2 separate regions of the Danio rerio genome follow, and region 1 is linked to region 2. A link is a contact called in public Micro-C data. All regions are on one chromosome and are shown on one strand. Each heading gives the region's core, a stretch centred on a gene start, on an enhancer-like site or on the middle of the called end of the contact. The rest is flanking DNA. Distances are from core to core; before and after follow the strand shown. Region 1 holds the start of wtip (WT1 interacting protein). Region 2 overlaps wtip (WT1 interacting protein).

What was found. A called contact is a pair of places that touch in the nucleus more often than the background predicts.
Region 1: a Micro-C map of caudal fin shows a contact between it and region 2, with 5 times the contacts expected there. The contact joins the promoter of wtip here to the enhancer-like site in region 2. A contact is called at or near these places in 4 of 18 Hi-C or Micro-C datasets (caudal fin and embryo) and 3 of 4 datasets of contacts at active chromatin or transcription factors (embryo, gastrula embryo and pancreas).

The regions. Positions count from the first base shown.
Region 1 is chr18:2,811,352-2,816,977 of GRCz12tu, reverse strand. wtip (WT1 interacting protein) reads left to right here and starts at 4,032. Exons shown (of 8, transcript NM_001123278.2): 1 at 4,032-5,340. The coding sequence starts at 4,032.
Region 2 is chr18:2,766,911-2,772,681 of GRCz12tu, reverse strand. The region is part of intron 3 of wtip (WT1 interacting protein); the gene reads left to right. Among named protein-coding and RNA genes, the nearest start is that of wtip, 43 kb to the left of the region's middle. Within about 2 kb of position 3,926, at least 9 of the 62 cell types and tissues checked have an H3K27ac peak or open chromatin away from gene starts, as enhancers often do.

The DNA of each region.
Region 1 (5,626 bases), core at 2,783-5,282, 44 kb before region 2:
CACTTAAAGGCTTAACTAGGTTAATTAGGTTAACTAGGCAGGTTAGGGTAATTAGGCGAGTTATTGTATAACAATGGTTTGTTCGGTAGACTATTGAAAAATTATATAGCTTAAAGGGGCTACTAATATTGTCCTTAAAATGGTGTTTAAAAAATTAAAAACTGCTTTTATTCTAGCTGAAATAAAACAAATAAGACTTTCTCCAGAAGAAAAAATATTATCAGACATACTGTGAAAATGTCCTTGTTTTGTTAAACATCATTTGGGAAATATATATATATATATATATATATAAAAAAAAATCAAAGGGGGGCGAATAATTCTGACCTAAACTGTATATATAATTATTTTTTAAAGCTGAATTTTCATCATCATTACTTCAGACTGCAGTGTCACACGATCCTTCAGAAATCATTATAGTATGATGATTTACTGCTCTTTCAAGACTCAATTATTGATCATAATCTATTTCACCAGCAAATATTTTTTTAAAAACTGAAGAAAATTGTTCTTGCTACTTAATTTTTTTTATCATGATAATGCACTATACTATTTGCTATATACAGTTTGATGTGGATCAAAAAAGTTTTTCAAAATTGTCCCCAAGACAAAAACGGCTGTTCAGCTGTAATAGTTTTATGACAACTTTATTGAAAGGTTTTGATCCGCTTCAAATGTTGACTTCTGTATGTATTGTTAACTAATATAACATCAAAAAACTTCTTAAACATTTATATTTATTATATTTATAGTAAACAGACATTTCAGGGAGACGTGGTGGCGCAGTGGGTTGCATGTTCGCCTCACAGCAACAAGCATTCAAGGCACAGGCAACAAAAAAAAGCTGCAAGATGCTCAGAGCTGAAAACTATAAACTTTTGAAAGCTGTAATAAATAATCTGATGGGTGTTTTGAACTGAAACTTTACAGACACATTCTGGAGACACGAAAGACTTATCTTAAATCTTAAAAAAGAGACCTTTGGGTGAAAAATGGGTGACCTTTAATATTAAAATCTGCATAAAATCTAAATTGATATTGTTTATACAAGGGGTCAGCAACCCGCGGCTCTAGAGCCGCATGCGGCATTTTAGCGCTGCCCTTGTGGCTCCCTGAAGTTTTTTCAAAAATGTTCAAAAAGATGGGCAAGGTTAGTATATATTTTTGTTTTAATATGATTTCTATAGGAGGACAAACATTTTTAACGTTTTCAAATGCTGTAAAAGTGTGTAGAATTAATATTTAATTTTTAAAATTTCTGTCAACGAAGATTTGCGTTATAGCCTGCGACACAGGTTTCAATTAGCAGGGCGGGATGCCAGGCAGGTGGCTGTTGTAAACAAACCGGGAGATAATAAAGCATGGAAAACCGTTCACAGATGGTGACTACATGAAAGAGTCATTCATCAACATATTAGAACACCTACAGTAATTGCAGACTTCAAAAACAAAACCAAGATAATACAAAAAATTTAAGATACCTCTCTCCGCTAAGACAGTGAAGGAAAGGGCTATTAAAATGGCAGGTAACATCACCAATCAGCAAACCAAGGACATTAATTCAGTGCCTGCATACTCAATTGCCTGTGATGTGACCGATATTCAATGCGCTTTTATGCAGGTATGTGAACTCTGATGGGCCGCAAGAAGAAATGATCAAATTAATATCACTGAAAGACCAGAGGCTGTGCTGAAGTGTTTAAATGACAACGAAAAAAAAACCAACCACCTGATTTCAGTGGCTATTTAATCATGAAGGCTCATTATGTATTTGTAGCCAACTTAGTCATTTTTATAGTAGGCTAATATAGCTACTATAGATACATACAGCATGTGTTTCCTTCATTATAAGGCTTATATAAGGCTTTACATTTTTTTGCGGCTCCAGACATATTTGTTTTTTTTTTTGTTTTTGTCCAATATGGCTCTTTCAACATTTTGGGTTGCCGACCCCTGGTTTATACACAATGCACACACTGTTAGTCCTAAAGTGAACAATTAATCTGTGCAGGTTAATTTACTAAAAATGTTGTTTTGGTAATCTTTAATCAAAATCTCTGCTTCCGCTCTGAAATTACAGTCTTCCTCTGACATCAGTTTGACTGATTGAGCAAAATATACTTGCGTCTCCACCTTCAGTTCGCTGTGAGTGAAAGATGTTTCTTTGCCCCCTGTTAAATATTCAATTTCAGATCAAATACTTCATCAAAATGAAATTAAAGTCTACAACTTCCAGTTCATGCTGACTTTAACAGTACACTTGACATTCAAAAAGCATCTTGAGCTTCAGGTAAATCAAGAAAATATTGATGTCTGCAATACCAGTCCTTATCAATGCTTATATCTGACTAGTAATAGAAAAAGTGCACCAAATAAAATATTAATATATTTTTTAATTGTTTCATTCAAAGAAACTCATGCATGCATATTAATGTAAATGCATAGAAATTAAAACTGTACTCTTGGAACTGAAAGTGTTTTTTCACTCATACACACGCACACATTTGTTTTTGTGAATTTGTGGGGACACATCATAGGTTCCCATTGTTTTTATACTGTGCAAACTGTATTTTCTATTTATATACCTAAACCCATCCCTCACAAGATACTGTACATTTGAATTTCTGAAAATTTTGTCCCTATAATGTCCTAGATGTCCTCATAATTCACCTTCTGCTGTTATACCTGTGTAATACACGTCACGATGTCCTGATGTGTCACAAAAACACATTCACACACACACACACACACACACACACACTGTTATCCCACAGATTTATTACATTGGGAGGATTTATTCAGCGTATGAATTTCAAGGTGTAGACAAAATATCAACAGGCTGTTCTTAAGTTCACAGTTGTTCAGGTGTAACTCATCAGCATGTTTCAGTATACAAGAAAAGTCTTCATTTTCAACACTACATCTATTGTTTGATCAGTCCAAACCAAACACACGTCATTTTGTCAAACAGTTCACTTAAAAACATGAGTTTGAGCTCTATTTACAATAAATAGCGCTGCTTGCTTTGAAAGTGTGCTCACTGACATTTAATCGTGGCTTGAGTGTCGAAATACAAGCCACTGTATTTTGTGTTGAAAGAATATATGCAAGTTGGTGACAATAGCTTTCGCACATGAATGAAATGTTTGGGATCTGCCCTTCCCCCAGATTCAGTGCTAACATCCAGTGTATGGTAGATAGATGTGCTGTTGTTTTGGAGTTACCTGCGCTACACAGCATAGGTGGATGTTTAATAAACCACAAATATAAATACTTTTAAGATAGTTTCCTTAATATTCATTTATATTAAGCAGCTCAATTGCACACACTCACTGCTTGTTTAAAGTTTAGAGATGTTCAGTTGAGTTTTTAATTATTTTCTGTGGGCTGGTCTGTGTGGTTAAATCTTTAATCTGGCCCGCTGGATGAAAGTGGACACACATAGGCTCTCCAAAGGACTTTTTTTCAGGACTCTGCTCCCCCTTGCTGAGTTGCTCTCTATCATTGTTTCGCTCCGGCATTAACCACATTCCAGAGCGCCGCAGCACACACGGTCTCCCTCCGCGCATTCCTCTCGCACAAACTAGGGCCGAATGTAATGTTGGCTAAATGCGTCGTCGTCAATTCACACACTCAGCAAACGTTTCAATCGTCGTGATATCATCAGAGGGGAATTTTACGTTCTTTAAAATTGCTGCAAATGAGTTCTCGAGGGCAATCACGGAAAATCAAAGCGAGAAAATTCCTCCGCGCAGCGCGCCATTGACTGTAAAGACCTTTCAACTTTACAAAAACTGAAATTGACAAACGGTCTCTTGTGTGGAAACTTTGTCACGACGGCTGTATCGCCACAAATCGACAGGCGGGGATCATGAATCGTGACGAAATGACTGCGAAGGACTAAGTAATCGCGAACAGGCTACGATGGCTCGCCTGAGGCGGCGTTTTTCCGTGTAAAAATGCAGTTTGTGCTGTAGTTGACTAGTGCTCCGTTCGCTCCCCCGTTCCCTCAACTCGCCTCACGGTCCGACATGGATGAATACGACGAGGATCCGGGGCGCAGAGCGAGCAAACTGATGGAAACCCTCTCAATATATGACGTTTATCAAGATGGGATGTACGGAGAACCGAACCCCGATATGGAGAAAACTAAGCGAATGAATGGCAGCTCTTCTACGCCCGGGAACAAAGTCTACAGCGCGGCTCCCGTGCGCTCCGTCAACGGAAACCGAGCCTCAGTGCCTCTGGATTTCTGCTCTCCGCAGAGGGAAGCGGTTTATCCAGATCCCGATGTGTACTGCACCAAATCCGAAGTTGCCTTGCCGTGTTACAGCGGCGCGTCGGACCGTCTCAGGAGATACACGCACGCGGAGGTGCAGGGACACCGGTACAGCACCGGCTGCGCGTATGACGGGCTCGTTTTGGGGAAACAGGTGGCCGTTTCGGGCGCGAGGAGCAACAGCCTGTGTATGAGCAGCCCTGACGGCAGATACACGGCCACAAGCCCTCGCTCCAGCCTGGCTTCATCGCACTCATCGCAGGATCAGAGCAAACACACGAGCCCGAGGTCGAGCATCAGCAGCCCGCGTTCCAGCCTGGTGTCTCCCGGACAGGGCGAGGGGACCAGCGTGATCAGCCCGCGCTCGAGCTACGCCAGCACGGCCAGCGACACCAGCAAACACTCCAGCCCCAGAACCAGCCTCAACAGCTATGACTGCGGCAGCAAACCGAGCAGCAACCGAACCAGCGGAATCAGCATGGGCTACGACCAGCGGCACATCAGCCCGAGGTCGAGCACCACCAGCCCGCGCTCCAGCTACTCCGACTCGCGCTTCACGCCGGCCGGGGGCCATGACCCAGAGAGCGCCGCGGTGCACGGCATCCCCATGGCCAGCCCTCGGTCCAGCATTTGCAGCCAACCCGCGGTGGCGGCTAACTGCGTGGTCAGTCCCCGCTCCAGCATCTCCAGCCACAGCTCCAGGAGCTCGCGAAGCTCCAGGGGATCCATGAGCGCGTATCCCGAGCTCCAGCTGCCCATGCTGGGACCCGGTTTGCCAGAGGACGCGCTGCTGCAGGACTTCACCGAGCCAAACGGCCTTCATAACAACCGCGTCCACCTGCAGACGTTCCCCGTGCTGGAGGAGCCTCAGCAGCAGAATTCAGAAGTCAACATTGGGTTTAACTACTGCAAGGCGGGCGCCGGGGGACAGCGCTTCAAGCTGCCGTACCAGGTCACTCCATCTCGGGACAGCGGCCCCAGTCAGGCGGAGCGGCGCCTGGAGGCCCTCACCTTGGAGTTGGAGAAAGAGCTCGAGATACACATGAAAAAGGAATATTTTGGTGAGTAGATACAGGGTGATTTATTTATTTACTGCTAATAATTTTAATACACATCAAAAGTTCCAAATGTCAACCTTGCCATGAAGGAAATAGTTTTCAACTAAATAGTGAAACCCTTTTCTAAGCTGTTTGTGAAGGCTTGTATTGTACAATACTGTAAAAAAAGCTCAAAATTGTCGTTGTTAAACAGTTTGATTTACCTAAGTCACTCAAGTGCCCGTTTCACATCTGTCACATCCATAATGGAGAGATGGCACACATAAATAACTAAGCCTTTTATTCATAA
Region 2 (5,771 bases), core at 2,677-5,176:
TCTGTTTAATTTTGGTTGTGAATTGCATTATGGGATGTTGATCTCTGCACTGTCCACTTTTGATGTTGAATGAAAATGAAAATTGACGAAAATTCAACTCCACTGTTTAATGCTGTACACACCAGACGCGGAACGCGTGGATAAAACACGTTATTTGTGCGTAAACAGACGCGTGAACATTTGTGTTTACTCGCTTCATTCGAGCGTCAAACCCTGCTTCATTCATACGTCAAATCCGGTTCATTCGCCCATCAAATTCACTTCAGAACAGACGCGGATTCGCGTGATGGGCAGGGCTTCTGTCTGCCCAGTGACTCTAGCTTTGTTGCTAAATGGATTTTTTTGAGAAAATAACAGTGTTTACGTGCTTTATGAAGGCTGAAAAACAGCTCGATACGTTTAGAGCCGTGTCTGAGTCTGCTAGATCCTTTCAGAGGTTCATCCAGCTCTTTGAACTCATAAACTTCTTCAGAAACTTAACCTGGATGATGGAGGCTTTAAGTGGTGCTACTGACTGAACCGAGCCCAGTTTGATAAACTGTTGTCGGTGTCGGCTGGAGGATTTCCCCCGGGACACCAACAACAGGCGTACGTCACAATCACGCCCCCACAAGAGTAAGCTCCTGATTGGTTAACTCGATGTGAATGTGCGATGAAGTTCAGATTTTTTAACTCAAGCGATTCGCGCGAAACGTGCGTTAAGCCGTGCATATCGCACCATTTGCGTCATTCGCGCGTATTGCGCCGCAGTCTATTCGCATTGAGTTAACATGTAAATCACTCGCGCTTGACGCTTCTTCCGTGTCCGGTGTGAACACAGCATAACTTTAGTTGACATTTTAGTAGTTTGAAATAAAATATTGTATAAGAAATAACAGTATATAGCGAGATCAGTCTGTAAAATAGCTGAAAATGTACTGCAGTTTATTATTAAGGTTTTTGTAGTGTAATATACAACACCAACATAGACAATATAGCACTGCAAACTATTGAAAATGTTCATAAAAGTCACTTTTTCAACGTTTTATGGTTAAAACTTGTCATAAGAAAGATTAAGATTCCATAATGCAATTCAGAAGCAGAAAAATACATGAGAAAAATAAATATATATATCACAAGATACAGAAGACTGCTAATTTATGGTTATTTTTTACAGTGTATATACAGTTCATTAAAAAGTATGAGTGTAGCAAAGCAAATTGGCAGCAACATGTCATCTAGTAAGTCTGTTGATAATTTAGAGATCCCAATTGATCATCAAAGATGATACAGCAGGCATTATAGGGTTAATAATTACCTGTCAGGGATTGTCCTGCTTTTGTAGACCAGATCCTTCTATAGGGACAGGCTTACAGCTGCAGTGCCTACAATAATTCATTTAACTGAATGTTTCCTAGGAGGGAGGTTGTATTGCAGGGTTGTATTGATTAGCCCTCATTAGTGGATTGATGGATGGATGAATGTCAAAGTCTCTTGGGAAAACAGATGCTGTAGCTCCGCCCACCTCCTCAGATCTTATTCTGCCTTAAGCCAATAAGGATGCAGGAGCCAAGATCCTGACTCAAATCTGTCGTACTGGATTTTTCTGATCTTGTTTTTATTGCTGGACATTACCATGAAACTCCAGACTGTGGTATCTTGTATTTCAGCATTTTGCATCATCAGTAATAATATCACATATCAAAATGTATAGAGAGACTCAACAAATGGTAATAATAAACAAAGCGCTGTAATATTTCGAAAATCATGACCGCAATATATGTATTCATGTTTAATATCAGATGGCCAGAATGTGATTCATTTTTTATAAGTTGTTAAATTATTGGTGTTTGTGATGCAGCAAGTCCAGAGACTGTTGTGTACACCAGGATTTGATCAAAATTCACTTTAATGTGTGTTTATATGACTAAAATATGGCAATAAACTAATATTTTCTCAATTCAAATGAGTAGCGGCTTAGACATGGAAACAGTATTTCAAACGTCATGACTTAACAAGCAGATATCAATGTTATGGTGCTTTGTTCATTTAATGGCATTTTTACAATTGCATATATCAATTAAATTATCATTTTTAAAATTGTACTTTCAGATACTTATCTCTTACATTTGTTTATAAATTATGAGACCTCTTAAAATGTTTTTTGAGATTTACATTTTGTAGTGTATAAAATATTTTTAATCTTAAGTTTTGTTTTGTTATGTAAATTGCTGGTGAAATTTATCGCAAATCAAATTTAAAATAAAAACATTGTCATTTACAATCCTATTTGGTAACACTTTATAATAACTACACACTCTAAATCATTTATTAAGCATTAGCAAATAGTGAATTCATTATCTGTGAAGCATTAAGTCTACATTAATAAGGGTTAGTAAGCAGTTTATAACTGCAGCTACAAATGCTCTTTTCTTAAGAAAATATTTTAAATGTGCTTAATAATTGTACTTCCATACTTAGGTAATGATTTCTTTTTCATTACTAAATTAAATATCGCATCATTTACAAACCATTTTTAGGGTAATTCAGAATGAGTTAGTAAAGGATTAATAAACTATTGAAATCAACGTTTATATGTCTTATTATTCAGTGTAGTTATTATAAAGTGTTACCTTATATTTTTATAATAAATATATGATAGGATTAGGGGTGCACCGATACCATTTTTTGCAACCGATCTGATCGCAATACCAAAAATCAGAGTATCGATCGATACAGACCCGATTCCGATACTGTTACGTTTTTTTTTTTTTTTTACATAATACAGTTTCTATAGTTCTGGTGCTCAAATAATATATCTTTTTTAGTTAAAATAACGGACCTATAAGCCTACTGTACATGATAGATGGCACAATCTAACTAAAAACATGATGCTTGCTATAAACTGTAGGCTACATTATTTGAGCATTGGTTATGACATTGGTCTGATCTGTTGTGGTCCAGCTTGTTTCCGCTTTTAATATTAGGATTTTCTTTAATATCTGTACAAGGCTACCACTATTGACCCTAATCGTTGGTAAAATAACCTGTCTTTTAGCAAAGCCTAATATTTTCCTGCAGGTTTGACGCAGACTAAACTAAACCGTCTGAGGCCAGTTTTACTTAATAAACATTCCTTCGCCTAAACTCGCCGCGAAGAGACAGAGAAACTGAAAGCATGTCTGAAAAAAAAAATTATATATATATTTATATATATATATATATATATATATATATATATATATATATATATATATATATATATATATATATATATATATATATATATATATATATATATATATATATATGTATGTGGGAAAATGTTTATTTTTATTTAAATATTAGATGTAATTCAAAATTTATATAAATATACATGTAAATATTTTGGCTTTGTATTTTTTATATATACACAATATCTATACACAGTAACTACATACATATTACGTAAATATTTTGGATGTGGTTAACTTTTTTTGACAGGACTAAATACATTACAATACAATACAGTAAAATATTGGCCATAAGCCATTTCTTTTACCCCAACCTAGGGCTGCATGATATTGGAAAAAGCTGACATTGCAATATTTGTTTAATCATAATAATTATTGCAATATAAATAAAATTTCACTAGATTATTTGTAATGTAAAATGACATTGTAATCATTGAACAAATAATGACAAAACTCTATATATTGACTAATATCTTTATTTTTTAATCTTTAAAATATAATAATAAACTGCGATGTGACTATTACAGATACACACATTAGGATATCAATGCTCAAACAATATATTGTTCAGCCCTACCCCAACCCACACTCCTGCTGACGTGAGTGACAGAGGAACCGGCCGTCGGGGTCCAGCAGATGGTCAGTCTGACGGGTCTGTGGGGGTTTCCTAGTATTGATCGGTCCCTCCCGACCCCACCTGGTGGCCCACAACATACACAAACAGCAGCACACACACTGCTGAATAGAGCGATGATGTCACCGCTGAGGAATGAGCCGCGTTCCTCAGGCGGACGCAAAGATCCACGTCGTTAAAATCAAGCCTTTGGTTCCTACAATAGATTGCCAGGATCTGCGGTGGCCTTTGCCTCTCATTTCCGTAGAGTGTCTGTTTGAGGAGATCTTTACTCCTCCAAACCCTCCACACCCCAGTAACCAAATCAAAACCCTGTCCCGGGACAGATGGCTCCCCTCAGGGGCGTTTCTGGATTTAAGAGCCCTGCAACCTGTCCTCCATTCAGGACCTGGAGTCTTTATTTAAGACCCGTGGGTCAAATAGTAGAACATGGTGCTAATGAATACTAAAGTTGTGGGTTTGATTCCCAGGGAAGGCACAGGGTTGATTAAAAATGTGTACTTTAAATGCTGTGTACAGATAAATGCACAATTATTCTCCATTCTGTGAAATTTGAATTATTTTTCAAATATTTTCCAATTGATTTTTAATAAGAGCAAGGAAATTTGCACAGCATATTCTATTATTCATTCATTCATTCATTCATTTTTTTGTCGGCTTAGTCCCTTTATTAATTCGTGGTTGCCACAGCGGAATAAACCGCCAACTTATCCAGCACGTTTTTTTTTTTTTTTTTACGCAGTGGATGCCCTTCCAGCCGCAACCCATCTCTGGGAAACATCCACACACACTCATTCACACACACATTCATACACTATGGACAGTTTAGCCTACCTAATTCACCTGTACCGCATGTCTTTGGACTGTGGGGGAAACCGGAGCACCCAGAGGAAACCCAAGCGAATGCAGGGAGAACATGCAAACTCCATACAGCAACGCCAACTGAGCTGAGGCTCTAACCAGCGACCTTCTTGCTGTGATGCATCAGCACTACCTACTGCGCCACTGCGTCACCTATATTCCATTATATTTTATTATTATATGTTAGTTTGGCTAGAATAAAAGCATTACATTTTTATGGTATTATTAGTATTATTAGTATGATTATTACCAGACAACAAATCCAGATTTTTTTTTTTTATGTTGTTAACCTTAACAAGACAGTCCAGACTTTAAGTCAGTATTTAGCATTGTAACACACTACTGGTCAAAAGTTTGGGGTCAGTAGGATTGTTAAATGTTTTATAATAAGCTTATCCTCCCCACCAAGGCTGCATTTATTTCATCAAAAATACAGTAAAAATAGTAAAATTGTGAAATGTTATTGGACTATAAAATAACTGTTCAAAAGTAGTTTATAATTTAATTTAATCATTTATTCCAGTGATGAGTTTTCAGCTTCATTACTTTAGTCTTCAGAGTCTCATGATCCTTCAGAAATCACTCTAATATTATATATTATTAATATCATTATTATTCATTCATTTTCTTTTCAGCTTAGTCCCTTTATCAATCAGGGGTCGCCACAGTGGAATGAGCCGCCAACTTATCCAGCATATGTTTTACGCAGCGGATGCCCTTCCAGCTACAACCCATCGCTGGCAAACCCATACACTCTCATTCACTCACATACACTATAGACAATTTAGATGATTCAATACACCTATACCACATGTGTTTGGACTTGTGGAGGAAACCCACATGAACACTGGAGAACATGTAAACTCCACACAGAAAAGCCAACTGATCCAGCTGAGGCTCAAACCAGCAAGCTTCTTGCTGTGAGGCGACAGTTCTACCCACTTCGCCACCATGCCACCCATTAATATTATTATCATCATTATTAATGGTAATAGTTATATAACCAATAATGACTGAAGTAATAATTTCATTTGAAACTACATACAATAAGTCATAAATAAATA